Linked DNA regions of Mus musculus: region 1 is linked to region 2. Evidence: chromatin contacts called from public promoter capture Hi-C data. All regions are on one chromosome and are shown on one strand. The core of a region is the stretch at or near the end of the contact, and the rest is flanking DNA. Distances in the headings are between cores, read along the strand shown. Region 1 has its middle 88 kb from the start of Gm31776. Region 2 holds the start of Pcdh8 (protocadherin 8).

Region 1 (3,723 bases), core at 355-2,854, 390 kb before region 2:
GCAGCATAAACTAAACTTTAATAATGGCCTTTTATTTAATTTAATAGTTTGTGTATGTGTGTGTGTGTGTGTGAGAGAGAGAGAGAGAGAGAGAGAGAGAGAGAGAGAGAGAGAGAGATGTATCTTTTCTCAGTTTCTCTCCACTTCTGTTTTATGAAACAAGGTCTCACTGAATCTGCAGCTCATCAATTTGGCTCAGCTGGCTGAACAATAAGCTTCAGGAATCTGTCTCTATGCATACACTCTATCCAAGAACTAGGGTTACAGGAGCACACCACCACCCTTGGGTTTTTACTTGGGCTGGGGTCATTGAACTCAGGTCCTCATATGCAGCAGATACTTTCTTTATCAGTTGAGCCCTATTTAAGTTTTTCTAAGCTGCAGCTCCAGGTTTTAGCCACTATACATCCCCTCTCCACCGAGCCATATCCCTCACAATTTCTTAGATTTTTACTACTTTGAAGAAACATTCTTAATATTTATTTATTTATTTATTTATTTATTTATTTTTATGCACAATTTCTCAGTGTAGCCCTGGCTGTCCTGAAACTCACTATGTAAACCAGATTGTCCTTGAACCAAGAGATCCTCCTGCCTCTGCCCAGCAAATTCTTTAAAAAATTATTTTCTTAATGTAAAGTTTTGGTTCTTTTTCTTGGTATCTGGATTTTTCTAGAAATTCGTGGCTGGGGTACACATTTTTTTTTCAATTCTTATTAGATATTTTCTTCATCTACATTTCAAATGCTATCCCAAAAGTCCCCCATACCCTTCACCCCCTGCCCTGCTCCCCTACCCACCCACTCCCACCTCCTGGCCTTGGCATTTCCCTATACTGGGGCATATAAAGTTTGCAAGACCAAGTGGCCTCTCTGCCCAATGATGGCCGACTAAGCCATCTCTGCTACATATGCAGCTAGAGACATGAGCTCTGGGGGTACTGGTTACTTCATATTGTTGTTCCACCTATAGGATTGCAGACCCCTTCAGCTCCTTGGATACTTTCTCTAGCTCCTCCATTAGGAGCCCTGTATTCCATCCAATAGATGACTGTGAGCATCCACTTCTGTATTTGCCAGGCACTGGCATAGCCTCACCCAAGACAGCTATATCAGGGTCCTTTCAGCAAAATCAATTTATGAAATTCTTGGGGAAATGGATGTATCTGGAGGATACCATCCTGAGTGAAGTAACCCAATTACAAAAGAAGTCACTTGATATGCACTCACTGATAAGTGGATATTAGCTCAGAAACTTAGAATAGTCAAGATACAATTTGCAAAATACAGAAAAATCAAGAAGAAAGAAGACCAACGTGTGGATACTTCATTCCTCCTTAGAATAGGGTACACATTTCATTAATGCTGGTTTTATCAAGGGCATTTTATTTTGTCGGAATAGTCCATGGGCATCATGGACTCATATAAGTTTTCTAAACAGAATGGGTCACTTCCTCCAAACCCCAAGACTAGCATTCCTCTTAACTGTGATGAGCACCAAAGTCCCAACAATTACCTTCTCTTCTTATTCTCGACAGCCATACTTCTCTGGTTTCACTTCCTTCATTCTCAAGCTGCATCCTTTCAGGACCATGGTCAGCGCATCACCCCGGAGTTGCTCCATCTCTTGTGGCCTCTGGAAGCTCCACTTGAGTTTGTGAAGGCGTGTCTCTCTGTATCTATGTGTTTATTGTGCTTGGAAGGGGGTCTCTTTTTCTTGTTTGGTTATTTCGTCATATTCAGATTTGTTTGTTTTAGATTTGTCTCATCTTAGATTGTTTTAGTATTATTCCTTAGATGCCCATTTAGTTTTTTAAATTAGAGATAGAAAGGAAGTGGATCTAGACTGGGGGAAAGGGAACTGGGAGGAGGAGCGAGGGAGTAGACCACAATCAGAATATATTGTATGAAGAAAATATACTTTCAATACAAGAAAAAGTTTGAAAAAAAATAAAAATTAAAAATGAGGTACAGAAAAAAAAAAGAAGAAGCAAAAAAGAAAACAAGTTACCTTTCTCAAGCCAACACTTTCCCCCCCTCTGTACTAGCTACTAACTTCTTTCACTAAGTCTCACATATACCTCTCTTTTTGGTTTGTGATCCCACAGGCGAATCAAAATGCAACTCTTGTGTGAGCCAGTACAATGTTAGGCTCATCATTAAAAACCACTGGAAAGAAAAGTCAAGAAGGGGTCAGGGTATCTTCTAATTTCAGGACTTTCCCTCCTATTAATGTTGAGTAGCTTCCATGACAGTAGGCAGCTCTCTGCTATCAGTATATAGGATGCTCAGTGACACAACCACTGCTGTGGCTTCACCCTAATAGGTGGCTTCCTGCTGAACAGTGAGACCTGCATTGCCTGAGTTAAATTCTCTGCTATCCATTGGTTGTATCACAATGTAGGCATTGGCAGGTACTTAATCAGATTTGGTCCTTCTTTGTATACCTCTCTTTCAGCCTTCTAACTACTATCTGCCCCTGCATTTTTATACCTACTTCCTTAAGGGTCTCTTCATACTTTCAAGTGGTAAATACCATTTAATTAGTTCAAAATTTTCAAATAGTATTACATTTCCATGTGTTCAAATTATTATTATGTCTCTTATTCCCTAATTCTTTATTGTTTCATTACTTTTATTATTTCTTAACATCAATCAAACCATGCCAATTAGCTACCTTAGAGAGGCTATGGTGGAGGACAGGGGTCTGATATAATTAAGAAAGAACTCATAACATCACCTTCCTTGCAGGTCAGAACCACACGGAACACAGAGGCTACAGATACCAGTTTCTCCCTCCCAATCCTGCCTCCCACCCCAACATTGAGTGGAGTCTCCACTCAATTGTGCCAGCAATTGATACAGTAATAATCCTTATATTCCTTATTTTATACTATTTAATCTTCATTCTGGAATGTGTTTTGTGACGTTTTTACATTCATCAGTATGTTTTTTAGTCAAGTTTTAGGGTTACTGTGTATGTTTCCTCATCCAGTCTAACAGGAAGAATTCTTCACTCTAGTGAATACACATATTTCATATACTCCTCCTCTCACTTCTGTCTTTCTCTCACCTTTACTCTCTCCATGTTTCACTTCTTAATTATTACTTTCTATAGCTTTAACAATCCTTAAATCTGTAGGCTGTAACACTCTCTCAACTTTCACCTTTGTATTACTTTACTCATTTATATAAATTTCTTTTCAAAATTGGTCTTATCTGCATCCTTACCCATCCTACTTATTAATGGATCAATCAGAACCTTAGTAACTAAAATCTGAACCCACTTAGACTATCCTTGTTGGTTTATTCTCCAACAGTTAGTGACGTCAAAAGGAGATATTGTTGCTAATCAGCTAGTATAGAATTTGCATTGTGCTGATATCCAACAGAAATGGTAGTTCTAAGTATATTTTTCTCAAGTAATACTATAGAGCCCATACTATGCATCCTAAACTCATGCCCTGGGGAGCTGTTTCCTGAACTACGTACCCAACTCTACCACATCCAAGTCCTACTTGAGTATTGCAAATACTTCAACTTTTAAAAAATGGTATTTGAAAAGGATCCTAAGTAATAACTCCAGATGCATAAATCCCAATGCAGTGACCTAAGACACCAGGAAAACCAGGCTACAGAACTGCTCTGGAAATCACTAATGCTGTGTAGTAACAACATCCAATGAACTTGAGTTGGATGAAATTATGGAGAACTCAGAAGAATG
Region 2 (3,657 bases), core at 80-2,579:
GGTAAGAATCAATAAGAATCAGTCTTGTTCCAGGTTGGCACAACCTGTCCTTCAGCTCCGGGAGTGGAGATACCTGGATACCTACGGAGGCATCTCGAGGACCCCAGCCAGGGAAAGTGGTAATGCTGAAGTTCTACGGTTTCATAGGCAGATGGCTAAGTTACCCCAGGTTCCTGCCAGGTTTCAACGTCACGCTGTGATTTTGTTCTTCTGGAACAGGGCGAGTGTTGCTTCCAGAGAGGCCCTATTAGAACAGAAAGCAAATCCTCTAAATAGGCGGAACAAGGCATCAGGAGGAAAACGATCTCTAAATGCACTTTAGTAGGAACCCGGTATTGTGTGGGATTCAGCGCCCATCACCGTTTAGCCTGAGAGTTATGGCACGGATTGAGGGTGAATAGAGAGGCATAATGGAGACATGTGGCGTTTGCTCATTATATTCAAGTTAGCCCAACTCTACTGTGGAAACTGTTCAACTTTCTCTCCCCCTCTAGCTTGTCATAGTGAAATAATACAGACATCGGGGCCTCCAATGGGATCGCCTGCCACGCCATTCTATTTCCACTACTAACGAGGGCTTCATAAGCCTTTGATACAGTCTGATCTTTGAAACCTTTCCAAATCTCCTCAAGCTTATGCTAAATCCTATTTGGAACTTTATTTTTCCTTGCCTGCTAGCACCTAGGGCTTAAGGAAGCCATTTGAACAGTGACATGCATACTAACGTGTATCGCAGGGCTCTTTTCTGAAAGGCAAGTGGCACCGGTGCTCACACGAGCAAAACACAATTGCGTACACAAATGTGAATAAAATCAGTTTTGCTCTACCCTTCACTCTTCTTCATCGACAGGTTATTCCCCACACCGGTGGGAAGCTGAGGGAGGAGGCGAACAGAGAGCCTCGCTCCCCAGAGCAAGTTTTGAAGCCTTTAAAATGCAAAATAAAGGGGCGGATGGGGGGTAGGATGTGAGACCCGGAGCTTCTGAAGAGAAACCCAGCTTGTTCGGGCTTAGTACCCGCAGCGGCGGGCAGAAGAGACCGGGTGCCTGGCACCCAATTTCCAAAAATCATCAGCTTCGTTTACTTCAGAGCCCAGTGCTAACTCATTGCAAGCAAGGTGCTAACAGAAAATGGGAGCAGGAGTTTTTAAAACAAAGGAAAGATTCCCTCATTTTCCTTCCCTGTTTTCTCCTCTAAGCCTTTCCACATTAAAGGGATTGTCGGTGGTTGGCGGAGGAGCGGCGCTGTGGCTAAGCGACCATTGGCTGGCCCCTTCCAGTGATTTGCATATCGGCAGCTATAAAGACGGAGGCGGCGCTCGCCAGCGCAGCTCCAGCCCAGGGAAAGGAGGCGGAGGCGCCGAGTGAGGGTGGGTCTGCGCGTCCTCCGAGCCAGCCCGAGCCGGAGCTGCAGCTTTTCCCGCACGGGGCTCGCAGAGCCTGGGACTCACGCTCCGATCTGCACGCCGGGGAAGACTCTTTAGGTTAGCCTTTCGGAATAGCAGTTGGGGATTGGCGATATGAGTCCTGCGAAGCGCTGGGGCAGCCCTTGCCTTTTCCCCTTGCAGCTATTTAGTCTCTGCTGGGTGCTCTCAGTGGCCCAGAGCAAGACAGTCCGATACAGCACGTTCGAAGAGGATGCCCCTGGCACAGTCATCGGAACCCTTGCAGAAGACCTGCACATGAAAGTGTCTGGAGACACAAGCTTCCGCCTGATGAAGCAATTCAACAGCTCTCTGCTCCGGGTACGCGAGGGCGACGGGCAGCTGACCGTCGGGGATGCGGGCCTGGACCGTGAGCGTCTGTGTGGCCCGTCCCCACAGTGCGTGCTGGCCTTCGATGTTGTCAGCTTCTCGCAGGAACAGTTCCGCCTGGTGCACGTGGAGGTGGAGGTGAGGGATGTAAACGACCACGCGCCCCGCTTTCCCCGAGCCCAGATCCCGGTGGAGGTCTCAGAGAGCGCTCCGGTAGGCACACGCATCCCCCTGGAGGTGCCCGTGGACGAGGACGTGGGTGCCAACGGGCTGCAGAGTGTACGCCTAGCCGAGCCTCACAGCCCCTTCCGCGTGGAGCTGCAGACGCGCGCGGACGGTGCCCAGTGTGCGGACCTGGTGCTGCTACAGGAGTTGGACCGCGAGAGCCAGGCCTCCTACAGCCTGGAGCTGGTGGCTCAGGATGGCGGGCGACCGCCGCGTTCCGCCACAGCAGCCCTCAGCGTGCGTGTGCTAGATGCCAATGACCACAGCCCGGCCTTCCCACAGGGTGCCGTGGCAGAGGTGGAATTGGCCGAGGACGCACCTGTGGGATCGCTGCTGCTCGACCTGGACGCTGCCGATCCCGACGAAGGTCCCAACGGCGACGTTGTGTTCACCTTCGGCGCCCGCACCCCTCCCGAAGCCCGCCACCTCTTCCGGCTCGACCCGCGCTCTGGCCGCCTCACCTTGGCTGGGCAGGTGGACTACGAGCGCCAGGACACCTACGAGCTGGACGTGCGGGCTCAAGACCGAGGTCCAGGGCCCCGGACAGCCACCTGCAAGGTTATCGTGCGCATCCGAGACGTCAACGACAACGCTCCTGAAATTTCTATCACTCCTCTGGCCGCCCCGGGGGCTCCAGCCACCTCGCCCTTCGCCGCCGCCGCCGCTGCCGCCGCACTCGGAGGAGCGGACGCGGCCTCGTCGACTGGGTCCGGGACACAGGAAGCCGGTATCACCTCGCTGGTGCCAGAGGGGGCGGCGCGCGAGAGTCTAGTGGCGCTGGTCAGCACCTCGGACAGGGACTCGGGCGCCAACGGGCAGGTGCGCTGCGCCCTCTACGGGCACGAGCACTTTAGGCTGCAGCCGGCCTATGCTGGCAGCTACCTGGTGGTGACCGCTGCATCTCTGGACCGGGAGCGCATCGCGGAGTACAACCTGACGCTGGTGGCCGAAGACCGTGGCACACCCCCTCTTCGCACCGTCAGGCCCTACACCGTGCGAGTGGGGGACGAGAACGACAACGCACCGATCTTCACCAAGCCAGTCTATGAGGTGTCGGTCCGCGAAAACAACCCTCCAGGCGCCTACCTGGCCACAGTGGCAGCCCGCGACCCTGACGTGGGTCGCAACGGTCAAGTCACCTACCGCCTGGTAGAGGCCGAAGTGGGCCGCTCTGGGGAAGCCGTGTCCACTTACGTCTCAGTAGACCCGGCTACCGGAGCCATCTACGCTCTCCGTAGTTTTGACTATGAGACTCTGCGCCAGCTTGACGTGCGTGTCCAGGCCAGCGACGGCGGTTCCCCTCAGCTTTCCAGCAATGCTCTGGTGCAAGTGCGGGTGCTGGACCAGAATGATCATTCTCCGATCCTTGTGCATCCGGCGCCGGCTAATGGCTCCCTAGAAGTAGCGGTCCCTGGACGTTCCACCAAGGACACAGCTGTGGCGCGCATCCAGGCCCGGGATGCTGACGAAGGAGCCAACGGGGAACTGGCCTTTGATCTGCTGCAGCAGGAGCCACGCGAGGCCTTCTCCATAGGCCGCCACACGGGGGAGATCATGCTTACTGGAGACCTCTCGCAGGAGCCTCCTGGCCGCGTGTTCAAGGCCCTGCTGGTCATATCCGACGGCGGCCGTCCCCCTCTCACCACCACTGCAACCGTCAGTTTCGTGGTAACAGCCGG

Evidence for each region. Promoter capture Hi-C pulls out the DNA fragments that hold promoters and counts their contacts.
Region 1: a promoter capture Hi-C map of second pharyngeal arch cranial neural crest shows a contact between it and region 2. The contact joins the enhancer-like site here to the promoter of Pcdh8 in region 2. A contact is called at or near these places in 6 of 39 promoter capture datasets (cranial neural crest, embryonic stem cells, frontonasal cranial neural crest and 3 more), 2 of 484 Hi-C or Micro-C datasets (both in nephron progenitors), 10 of 115 datasets of contacts at active chromatin or transcription factors (VIP interneurons, embryonic basal ganglia, embryonic forebrain and 6 more) and 1 of 9 other capture datasets (embryonic stem cells).

The regions. Positions count from the first base shown.
Region 1 is chr14:80,155,067-80,158,789 of GRCm38.p6, reverse strand. No RefSeq gene overlaps it. Among named protein-coding and RNA genes, the nearest start is that of Gm31776, 88 kb to the left of the region's middle. Within about 2 kb of position 1,604, at least 4 of the 459 cell types and tissues checked have an H3K27ac peak or open chromatin away from gene starts, as enhancers often do. A contact at or near this core is called in second pharyngeal arch cranial neural crest, where this site is marked.
Region 2 is chr14:79,768,984-79,772,640 of GRCm38.p6, reverse strand. Pcdh8 (protocadherin 8) reads left to right here and starts at 1,329. Exons shown (of 3, transcript NM_021543.4): 1 at 1,329-3,657. The coding sequence starts at 1,520. Gm9748 (predicted gene 9748) reads right to left here and starts at 2,733. Exons shown (of 2, transcript NR_154550.1): 1 at 2,440-2,733; 2 at 1-244.